Regions from separate parts of the Salvelinus alpinus genome. Here region 2 is linked to region 1. Evidence: chromatin contacts called from public Hi-C data. All regions are on one chromosome and are shown on one strand. Each heading gives the region's core, a stretch centred on a gene start, on an enhancer-like site or on the middle of the called end of the contact. The rest is flanking DNA. Distances are from core to core; before and after follow the strand shown.

What was found. A called contact is a pair of places that touch in the nucleus more often than the background predicts.
Region 2: a contact with region 1 is called in a Hi-C map of red muscle, with 5 times the contacts expected there. The contact joins the promoter of LOC139541744 here to the promoter of LOC139540735 in region 1. A contact is called at or near these places in 2 of 3 Hi-C or Micro-C datasets (muscle and red muscle).

What each region holds. Positions count from the first base shown.
Region 1 is chr16:8,922,283-8,927,809 of SLU_Salpinus.1, forward strand. It overlaps LOC139540735 (very long chain fatty acid elongase 4-like), which reads left to right and starts at 2,814. Exons shown (of 8, transcript XM_071344652.1): 1 at 2,814-2,905; 2 at 3,330-3,393; 3 at 4,146-4,333; 4 at 4,585-4,665; 5 at 4,758-4,814; 6 at 5,242-5,356. The coding sequence starts at 3,336. LOC139540734 (adenine DNA glycosylase-like) reads left to right here. Exons shown (of 15, transcript XM_071344651.1): 15 at 1-588.
Region 2 is chr16:9,183,409-9,188,935 of SLU_Salpinus.1, forward strand. LOC139541744 (dynein light chain Tctex-type 5-B-like) reads left to right here and starts at 3,049. Exons shown (of 3, transcript XM_071346712.1): 1 at 3,049-3,060; 2 at 3,195-3,266; 3 at 3,787-4,152. The coding sequence starts at 3,049. The coding sequence ends at 4,152. LOC139540737 (single-stranded DNA-binding protein 3-like) reads right to left here. Exons shown (of 16, transcript XM_071344656.1): 16 at 4,824-5,527.

The sequences.
Region 1 (5,527 bases), core at 1,564-4,063:
AATCTGTCTGTAAACAATTTGTTGGAAAAATTACTTGTGTCATGCACAAAGTAGATGTCCTAACCGACTTGCCAAAACTATAGTTTGTTAACAAGAAATTTGTGGAGTGGTTGAAAAATAAGTTTGAATGACTCCAACCTAAGTGTATGTAAACTTCTGACTTCAACTGTATGTTGCATAAAATATGCTTGGTTCATTTAACCTCTATCATATGATATATTTAGGTGATAATGCACGAGAAGCTGATGTTTGGAGGTGGGTCAATATCACAAAACTATACCATTTGGACCATGCAACATTTACCATTTTTATTCCTTTTATGGAAATATTAGACTTGTAGAAAAACATGTTGGCCAAGCTCCAGCACTTAGATAATTACAAAACACATTTTCAGTGAATCAGCCATATGATAAGTCCACCCTGTTATGGACATGCACTTAACTATCTTTAATTACTTTCATTGGACTATTTTAGTAATGTTTACATTTTCATAAAGCTATTGTGTACCCTTGTCAACCCTGTCCATTTGTTCTGGTCAAATTATAAAGAAATAAGTTTTGTACAAGTTTTATACAAAACTTCATCTAATTTGCACCGTATCTTTCTAAATTGAGACAGGTATTAATGATATTTTATCCGAGTTTATAATTGTGTGGTGTTGGCCGTGTCTTACTCTTTAAAATACATTACACAAATTCTTTATATTTGACAATGTAACTGAATTAATTTGAAAAAGATGCCAAGATAACAGGGTGCACAGCTATAGCGGGACAGAACATAAATTAAACCCTGAATACTGAACACTGAATAGACATTACATAGTAATACATGTAGTAACAACATTAGAACTGCTATTTAGTTACATATTCATTGTGAAAAACAACAAATACATTGCCCCTACAAAAATCATTGGAATTAGCATTGGAACACATTCCTGTCCTTCTCTTCCTCACCCTCTTTCCATCTTTCCCCCCTTTCACCCCAAATGCTCTTCCACATACTTCCAAGTGGATTTTTCCATCTGCTCAGTGTTTATTAACAGCCTGTGGCTCTGGCATCAGACAGATTATCTGTCCATCAGAGTACCAACAAATATCTTCCTTTGGGCTTGGCCAGAAGAATTTGTTGATGCCATTCAGGTGCATGCACTTCCCCTTAATGTTATGTTCCTCTACATCCATGATGATGCCAGGGTATCCTTCATGGTCATAATGGACACACCACTCCCCTACGTGATTAAGTTCAATGGTGCCAGGTCGCCATGTGGTGTCAGCCTTGTCATGAGATGCAGGGAGCTGGTTAGATGCTGCAGGGTCACCCAGAGTTGCCTCTTTGAGCTGAAAACAAGGACAGTCCAACATGCCACTATCCTTCTTGCACAGACAAGTAATGTCCCTGTATTTTATCTGGCCTGGTGAGACACTGATACCCTGATGAATCTTCATCATTCCTTTAAATGGCATCTGAGGTGAGAAGAGATAGCATATGATATGATATAAAGAGTAACAACCACCTTATATATTTCAATACTCAACCAGCTACTGTACAAGAAAAATGTATATATGTGGGTAGGAAGGAGGGTTACCTCTGCTCTTGCCTCAACATCACTCTCAGTAATGAAGAACATCTCCACAGAGGAGGAGAGGAACCCAAGCTGATTTTCAGGAGTTGAGGGGGGTGTTTGGGACTGCAGCAACGCACTGGCTCTGAGTATCCATTTTGAATCTCTCCATTGCTTCCTTTCTGCACGCTGCACTCTGTCACTGAGTCCTTCTTCCCTGTCTCTTTATCTTTCCTCCATTTCTCCCTCTCTTTCTCTAGATACTCTTTCCTTCTTTCCGGGTCAGCATTACGTCGTTCTCTGTATTGCCGCTGTCTTTCAGCTGCACTAAAAGGAGTTGCCATTCCTTCAGAACGACCTGATTCAATTGATATTTATTTATTCTTAGAATACTATACATGCTATATATACACTGTAATTATGTGATACAATTTTATGAAGAAAAAAATTAGGAAATATATTTTTTTTATGTATACATTTATTCCTAATTATTCTCGTTGAAGTTGATTGAGCAGCACTTAGGACATTGAAACATTGCCTCCTTCCACTGAAGTAGAATAGTTTCAAATGTATCAAATTTACTTTGAAGTCTACGTCACTATGCTTCTATTATCATGAAGGCATACACACATTTACATTTACATTTAAGTCATTTAGTAGACGCTCTTATCCAGAGCGACACATAAGGATCCTTTTTAAATTTGATCCAGTGTATATATTTTTTATATACAATTTTGAATAATTTATCTCGAGGACAAGAAATAACACTTTTAATGATTTTGACCCTTTTTTTTTTTGTCTCGGGCCGTCAAACACCGGCTTCGGGGACATTATCCATTTTATACATAATGATTTACATATTTTCATTAACTTTATTTTGATGAATTCATTCATACTATTTCATCCTTCCATAATACATTGCAACAGTGGCCTCCTATATGTTGCATAAAATATGCTTTGGTGCGTTTTACCTCTGTCATATGATATAATCAAAGATGCACATGCATTGAGGAGACTAAAGACATGTAGACAGACTAAAACTGGAAGATACAGTGTATCGTCTTTGTTGTTGTTGATATCTAGCATACCATCATCTCCATCTTGAGCACGATAAAATAATTTAAACAAAACAACGATGTGGTTTATTTTTATGGAGCCTACATAAATATTATGGCAGCCTTTGGGTTTCGTCTTGCTGAACGCAAGCTCAAATGGTCAATAAGAACTGCGATTTCCGTATTCCCGAAGAACGTTGCGATACCCGCCTATACGAGCTGTTGTCGCAATGTCCAATCAAAATGCTGTGTGGAGCGCGCGCTGTCAGCAGTCCAACGCTTTAGTCGGGTAAGTGCAGTTCATTCACGTAGCACAGCTCTGTATTTTATTTATTCACGCGAAAAGCTTAACATAAATATCTTCACAAATATGGATGTTTATAACTATATGAATTTATGGCGCGCGTGAAACGCAAAGAAGCCTAATTAAATGAACGCTAACAACGTGATTACTTGCGTACTAAAACAATGTTTAAAGTCCACTGAATGCTTGTCAGATGCATTGAGGTTATACTGCGCCTCTCATGTGCAAGAAATTGACAAATTGTTTGGTGATTCAGTGAATTGTATCAGACTCACCAAGATATATAGAATGCGAAATGGGAAAGTGTAAATCCTACACTTTGGTCGTTGTGTGGTCTGTCTCACAACTTGATTATGCAAAGAGTGACCTCCGTTGTTAATTATCAATGACCAACGTTCTGTTCCAACAGTGTCAAATGGCTTCAACGTGGCAAAGCGTTCAGTCCATGCGCCAGTGGATTTTAGAGAATGGAGGTATTTGCATAATTTGTGTACAGTCTTTATGATAGGCTACTATTATACACTGTATTTGAATTAAAAGTGCAGTCATTTCTTTCAGCCTGTTTATCAGGAGAAAATAAAGCCTACAGTGTTATAGTGTGAAGGGGTAGTGAATGAAATGGTGGATGTGTATCACAGCTTGCAATGCAGCCAATTCTTACATAATGGCTGCTTTGTGGCCAAGAACACAGTACATCACAGGACTGACATGAAAATGGGATTATCTAGTTGCAATTGATACACACACTGTAGAACATGCATCACTAGCCTCCCTCACACAGTCAACAGATATCAGAATATAGGCTACTACAAATACAATCAACCCATCTCATTTACATTTACATTTAAGTCATTTAGCAGACGCTCTTATCCAGAGCGACTTACAAATTGGTGCATTCACCTTATGATATCCAGTGGAACAACCACTTTACAATAGTGCATCTAACTCTTTTAAGGGGGGGGGGGGGGGGGGGGTTAGAAGGATTACTTTATCCTATCCTAGGTATTCCTTAAAGAGGTGGGGTTTCAGGTTTCTCCAGGGTTGTATTCATTAGTGCACTCCGTTTCAAACCGTAGCCAAACATCTTGCAACAGAGAGTGAAAATGAGTGGCTCCTATTGGACAAGTTCAGGTAGGCCCGTCCTGTTTCAGTCCGCTTTCTTCTGTTTGGTGCCTAGTGAATATGACTCAGTTGTATGTATTAGTACTACAGTGATGTGTTGCAGATAAAAGGACAGACCCATGGCTACTGGTCTACTCCCCCATGCCAGTGGCCTTTATATTCCTCCTCTATCTTGGTGTGGTCTGGGCTGGGCCCAAGCTGATGAAACGCAGGGAACCAGTTGATCTCAAGGCTGTACTCATTGTCTACAACTTCGCCATGGTCTGCCTGTCTGTCTACATGTTCCATGAGGTGTGTATTCCTACTCCCATCAAAGTGTGTGTGTGTGTGTGTGTGTGTGTGTGTGTGTGTGTGTGTGTGTGTGTGTGTGTGTGTGTGTGTGTGTGTGTGTGTGTGTGTGTGTGTGTGTGTGTGTGTGTGTGTGTGTGTGTGTGTGTGTGTGTGTGTGTGTGTGTGTTTGTTTGTGGCAGCCACGGAACTGGAACTCATTATGCTTTATAATGACATGTTTCACCTGACTTATAAGTGTTTTGATGTTGCAGTTCTTGGTCACGTCCTTGCTGTCTAACTACAGTTACCTGTGTCAACCTGTGGATTACAGCACTAGTCCACTGGCGATGAGGGTGAGAGTGCATCTGAACACTCCATATTGTACAACCACCGTTGGACCCCTGATATAGTTGACCTAACTGGCCTAACTCTCTTTCTTCACCAGATGGCCAAAGTATGCTGGTGGTTTTTCTTCTCCAAGGTCATAGAATTGGCTGACACGGTAAAGCAGATTGAAAATCAGGGTCGTGTTCCCAGTATTCACTAGGCACCAAACGGAGGAAAAAGTACTGAAATGGGGAGCGACTACTTAATCAAATCAAATCAAATGTATTTATATAGCCCTTTTTACATCGAAACCCAGCCTTAAACCCCAAACAGCAAGCAATGCAGGTGTAGAAGCACGGTGGCTAGGAAAAATTCCCTAGAAAGGCCGAAAGCTAGAGAGGAACCAGGCTATGAGGGGTGGCCAGTCCTCTTCTGACTGTGCCGGGTGGAGATTATAACAGAACATGGCCAAGATGTTTTCCGTTCCAAAACTTTTTCTTACAGTATGCACTAATGAATATAGCCCAGGCCAGGATTAGCATCAGAGTCAAGAGAAACACTGGAAGCCCATTCTAAACCCATTTCAAACTCTTAATTGGCAGGTGTTCTTCATCCTGAGGAAGAAGAACAGTCAGCTGACTTTCCTGCATGTCTATCACCATGGCACCATGATCTTCAACTGGTGGGCAGGGGTCAAGTATCTGGCTGGAGGTCAATGTAAGTCTAGCATGACAAAGACTAGGGCTGCGGTCTAAACATTTAAAAGACACACCCTCGTCCACTTACCCTCACCTTATGCCCTTGGGGGAATCCCCGTTGCCATCTTGGAGGGCGGTCCAAATGATTTGCCAAGCAAGGGAAGTTTGCAACGTAAGCCCCTCAGCCCTC
Region 2 (5,527 bases), core at 1,799-4,298, 260 kb after region 1:
TGTCAGGGCATGGACTATACAAGGTGTCAGTCCTCGGCTGCTGGCACATGTTGACTCCAATGCTTCCCATAGTTGTGTCAAGTGGGCTGGATGACCTTTGGGTGGTGAACCATTGATGCACACAACTGTTGAGCGTGAAAAAACCAGCAGCATTGCAGTTCTTGACACACACCGGTGTGCCTGGCACCTACTACCATATCCCATTCTAAGGCACTTAAATCTTTGTTTTAAACAGCAACATCAATAAGGGATCACAGCTTTCACCTGGTCAGTATGTCATGGAAAGAGCAGGTGTTCTTAATGTTCTGTCAATTCAGTGTATCGTAACAGAAGACGAGACAAAGAAATTGTTCTCATCAGTCCATCTGCACATCACATGACTGTGCCTCACCTTGGACCTGTCCCAATGGCACCCTATTCCCTATATAGTGCACTATATGGGAATTGACTACCATTTTGGGACACAAGCCGCGCCTCACCTTGTTATTGAACAGGTCACCACCCAAGCAGTAAAAATAAATATTGCAGACGCCTGCCAGATCTAAAAACGCCTGGATAGGTGTTTAACATATCAGCTAACCACATCATATGATATAGGAATCTGATAGCCGACTGCACAGTCGATTACGTGGCATGCCACCATTCGTTAATGCAATACAATGTCGGCCTGGAACGGGACCAAGGCCACAAACAGAACAAAGACAGAAGGAACTTTGGCCCAGACATCCACCCATTTTTACAAGATAAATCAATAATCTGGCTCCATGCAGTGTATACTATTCCCATGACAGCCTCAGCTCGTAAGACATAAACACACAAATAAAAAAGCACAGTGGGAAAATCAAAGAGAAACCTGAGGCATCATAACTCAAGGTTATATGTGAATTACTAGGATACAGTGAACAAACTGTTTAGTGTTGCTACAACTTTCCAAACAATCTTGTGAGGAGGACCTAAGCCAGCGAGGGAGAGGTTGGTTGGCTCGTCCCCAGCCAGGCCACATCCTGTTGCAGTGGATGTGTCCCAAATCACATCCTATTTCCTTTATAGTGCACTGCTTTTGACCAGCTCCCTATGGGTCCTGGTCAAAAGTAGTGCATTGCAACAGGACTAGCGCGCCATTTGGGACGCGTAGAGTGAGGAAAAACGACTGGATTCACTGGAGCAGTTTAGGCCTAGTTCCTATTGTGAGGCAGGAGCCAACATGCTAGATGTCTGTCAGACCTCTTCCCCTATAAGACTGGCTGCATTTGAATCCAAAAATGTTGTATCCTTCCACACTGTTTCCCCCTTAGCAAATCTGAAATAACTAAATAGGTGAGAGCTATATGAAACTCTATAGGAGCTATATGAAGTTATTTCCTAATCCCCACAGCTATCCAGTGGTTGCAGAATCAGAGAGGAGAGAAGTGGGCAATAGCTGGGACAAGTGGATGAGCTTTCGGATTGGAATACAGCCCTGAGCATAGTAAAGTGATGGGCTTGCCCAGTGTGCAGAATAAATGCAGAGCCTTATATTGGTTTGCTGTAAATATTTTGTACAGTGACAGGAGCTTGGCAGTGCTGCAATGCAAGGTGAGGGGGGCTGAGTGGCAAAGGCAACCCACAGAAAGCACATAAGGGGGAGGGAACAGGTACGAGTGTAACGATTGCTCCTGTCCATTCCCCATTACAGCAGAGCCAACCTGGGCAGATAAGAGAAAGACCTCAGCAGAACCATCTATTCATCTGTAGTGGGTCACCGAGCTCTATCGGATCAGAGCTCAGGAGCTTAGCAGTGCTGCAATGCAAGGTGAGGGGGGCTGAGTGGCAAAGGCAACCCACAGAAAGCACATAAGGGGGAGGGAACAGGTACGAGTGTAACGATTGCTCCTGTCCATTCCCCATTACAGCAGAGCCAACCTGGGCAGGTAAGAGAAAAACCTCAGCAGAACCATCTATTCATCTGTAGTGGGTCACCGAGCTCTATCGGATCAGAGCTATGTTGCATTGTAAAACAAGACATTTTGTATAGTAGATATTGATTATTTGCTTAGCATCAATATCAGCTACATATTTAACAGTTTACAGTTGTTTAAAATTGAAATTATTTTCAAATGTGTGGTTTATGGGCAAAAAATATATAATGTGGTGTGGACATCATCACTTGTACTTACCACTACTGTTTAGAAATGGCAGCCAAGCACGCCAGAGGCAGCGAGGTTCCAGCCACTGCCTCAGTGAGAGAGAGCCAGGAGAAGAGCAGCAAAGCAGTAGAGGTACAACAAGGGACCATATAAACCTATAACTATTGTAACGGGGGACAACATTTTTTTATATTTTTTAACAGTACATGAGTGTTGCCTGGTCAATTTGGAATGTTTTCGTGTCCAGCCTTGAAACAGAAAGTACACAATGATGAATGTCTTCTCAGTATCTACTAGATGTTTATTATTCAAATGGTTACCACCAAATGGGGTGTCCACTGATCTTTTGTGTCTATATGTTAAATCACAGGTGTCAGGGGGAGCCCCTTCATTGCTCCGTAGGCTGTCGTCTAGGCCAGCTCCCAGCCAGGCTCATGCCCACACTAAACCCCAGGCCCTCTTCAGCCTGAAAGGGCTCGTCGCCACCCAGAAGTTCTCCAAGGCACTTAAGGTGGGGGCACAGTATTCCCTACATAGTGCACTACTTTTGACAAGGGCTCTGGTCAGAAGTAGCGCACTACATAGGCAATAGGTTGTACTTTGGGATGTAGTCAAGGTAAAGCCCCTCAAGGAGCCAGAGGACCCATTCAAACCAATGGGACATGTTCAGTAGGAAGAAAACATTTAAGAACAGAGTGAAACTGGGAAGTTCACTATGAATATAAACGCATGTTGATGCAAACTGTTTTGCAATGGTGTGCCCTACTGAACACGACCCAGTGTTTCTTATTGAATACCTAATTGAATCACTACAGTCTGCCTGTTAAGTATCTCTTTTTAGCTTTCACGTTGTATTAATTCGGATGAATAAATGATGGATATAGAACATAAGTAGACATTGGTCGTATTCACTGGGAACAAAATGGAAGCAACGGTATGGGACGACCTGAACTTGTCCTGTAAGAAACGCTCGTTTTTGTTTTCTGTATTTTGCTACGGTGTTCACTAATGAATATGACCCTGTTGTCATACTGGATCTCTGTTAAGTTTTTAATTGTGTGTACTCAGGAACGCATTGCACTGAAGATTGCAGTGAGGAACATCCCGGCAAGGAAACCTATTGTTATAGTCAATGAGCAGGTCAGATCAACACATTCATATAGCTACACACTAAAGTTGAACAGAACAGCCCTGATCTTTCACCAGTAGTCCAGCCACTTAGCCAACAGTTACCCCTCTCCCTGGCCTGGGCATCTCTCAGTCTAAAGTGGCTTCGTTTCATCTCATTTCCTTCATCTGCACTGATATAGAAGAAACCGGACAGACAAAAGCAAATTCCTGGTGGCCAACCGCCATGTTGCATTTACCTTTCCTCTGTTTTCAGAGCAGTGCCTATAAATGAGATAAATAAGACAATATAAATAAATAAGACAAAGGAATTTTAGACTTAAGACACATCCCTGGCTGTCTCTTCGGATTGAATCTCAATTTTAGGTCCTTGATTCCTCGTGTCTTCTCTCCTCACCTTCCCAAAGTGCATTGGAGGAGAACGGCAGAGGGGAGGAACCACAGATCTTGTCCTCCAATGCATTTGGAGAAGAAAGTGAGGAGGACTTGAGAAATCAAGGAAATATAATTGGGATTCACCTCTGCTCTTCAGGTGCCAGCGGGTTCAGCCCAGCCTGCCAAGAAGTTCCCCTGCGGCCTGGTCCATCAGATGCTGCAGGACTTCCTGTCATCTCGGCTGGAGGCGGTGGGTTATAGCGCCCCCTCCTGTGGTGGTCTGGTCAAGGCGCTGAGTGAGGAGGTGAAGGCTCTGGTGAGGACTGTGTGTCCTGACCGCTACCGGCTGGTGTGTACTGTGGCGCTAGGCCAGCTGGGTCCAGAGGGGCAGCAAGGATATGGAGGGCTGGTACTGGCTAGTCGTAGTCTCTGGGATCCCCATACAGACACCTGTGTTGCCCACACCTACCGGAGCCAAGAGATATTCTGTACTGCAAATGTGTTTGCTGTGTACTTCGAGTAAGGTAGAAGTTGACAAAGGCACTAATCCGATATGAAAGTGGTCCAAAAAAATTAAAAAGAGCTGTGACAGGGTATGCATCCCAAATGGCACCCTATTCCCTATATAGAGCTCTGGTCAAAAAATAGTGCACTATGGTCCCTAGTTGAAAGTAGTGCATTAAATAGGTTAAAGGGTGCCATTTGGGATGCAGTCTCTTGAACTAGAGGTCACCAGCACTAGTCACTTCCTGTCTGTCCAATTTGTATGAAAGACTCATCTGCTGTTCTTTATAAAAACAGCAATAATCATATTTGGAGTGTACTTGAATAAAACAAATGTATTTATGTATACAAGTTGTTAGGTTTAAATATTTGTTACTAGTTCTTCTCTTGGACACTTCCCTGATATCTATTGTCAGACATTTGGAGTGAGTCAGGGCGTTTTGTGTGTGGCTGCTTGTATTACTATCCTCGTGGGTACCAGAAATCCCCACACAGATAATAAAACAGTTATTTTAGGTTACGGGTCAAGGTTAGTGTAAGGGAAAATAGGATTTAGAATTGAAATGAATGTGTTCAGACAAGGATAGTAAAACATGTGAGTGAGAGAGTGTCAAGGTAATTAAATAGTATCCAAATCACCCTACTTGCTTTGAAAAGTGGCAAACAGGAAAAAAGAAAATGGACAAGAAGTTAAGTTATTGTAAAATTATATTAACAGCACTTTCCCCAAATTTGAAAAAAATATATATATACCAGCAACAGGTGTATAATGCTTAATATTCACAGAAAATGAAATAAAAGTTCACATTTACAAGACTGCCGCTAAGTTTATGATACTAGAATTGGTTTACAAAGCTTTAACTAATCTTGAAATAACTGGGCCAATATACGTAGTCAAATTTGTATCAAAATAAAAAATAAAAAAAATAATACCTTAAGAAAAAAATAAACTGCCAATCTGCATCTCAGGTTACAATGGGTTTAACTTTCATCATCACCGTGATGGAACAGTAGGAAAACACTGACTGCTACAACGATGGCGAGAAAAAAAGGGCACAGAGTGTTAAGCACAGGCAGGGAAGAGGTTAAACACACCACATGTGGACTGGAGCAGCACTAGGTAGTATGATGTACAAAGATCTTAGTCATGCACCCCCCCCCCCCCCCATTGCATCCACACCCATGGTTTAGCCCAAGTTAGCTTTCCCCTTGACAGAACAAGAACAGCAGTCCGACTGTTTAAATAAAAAGCAACATAAAACCAGTGCAGAATAAGATCGCTCTCCTCGACAAAAACAGAACCCACAAAAACACATTCCCTACCGACGCGTCGCATCCGATCCGACATTTTAAAAACCTCACTGAGCACTTCGAAACTGTTACAGGCCCTATTC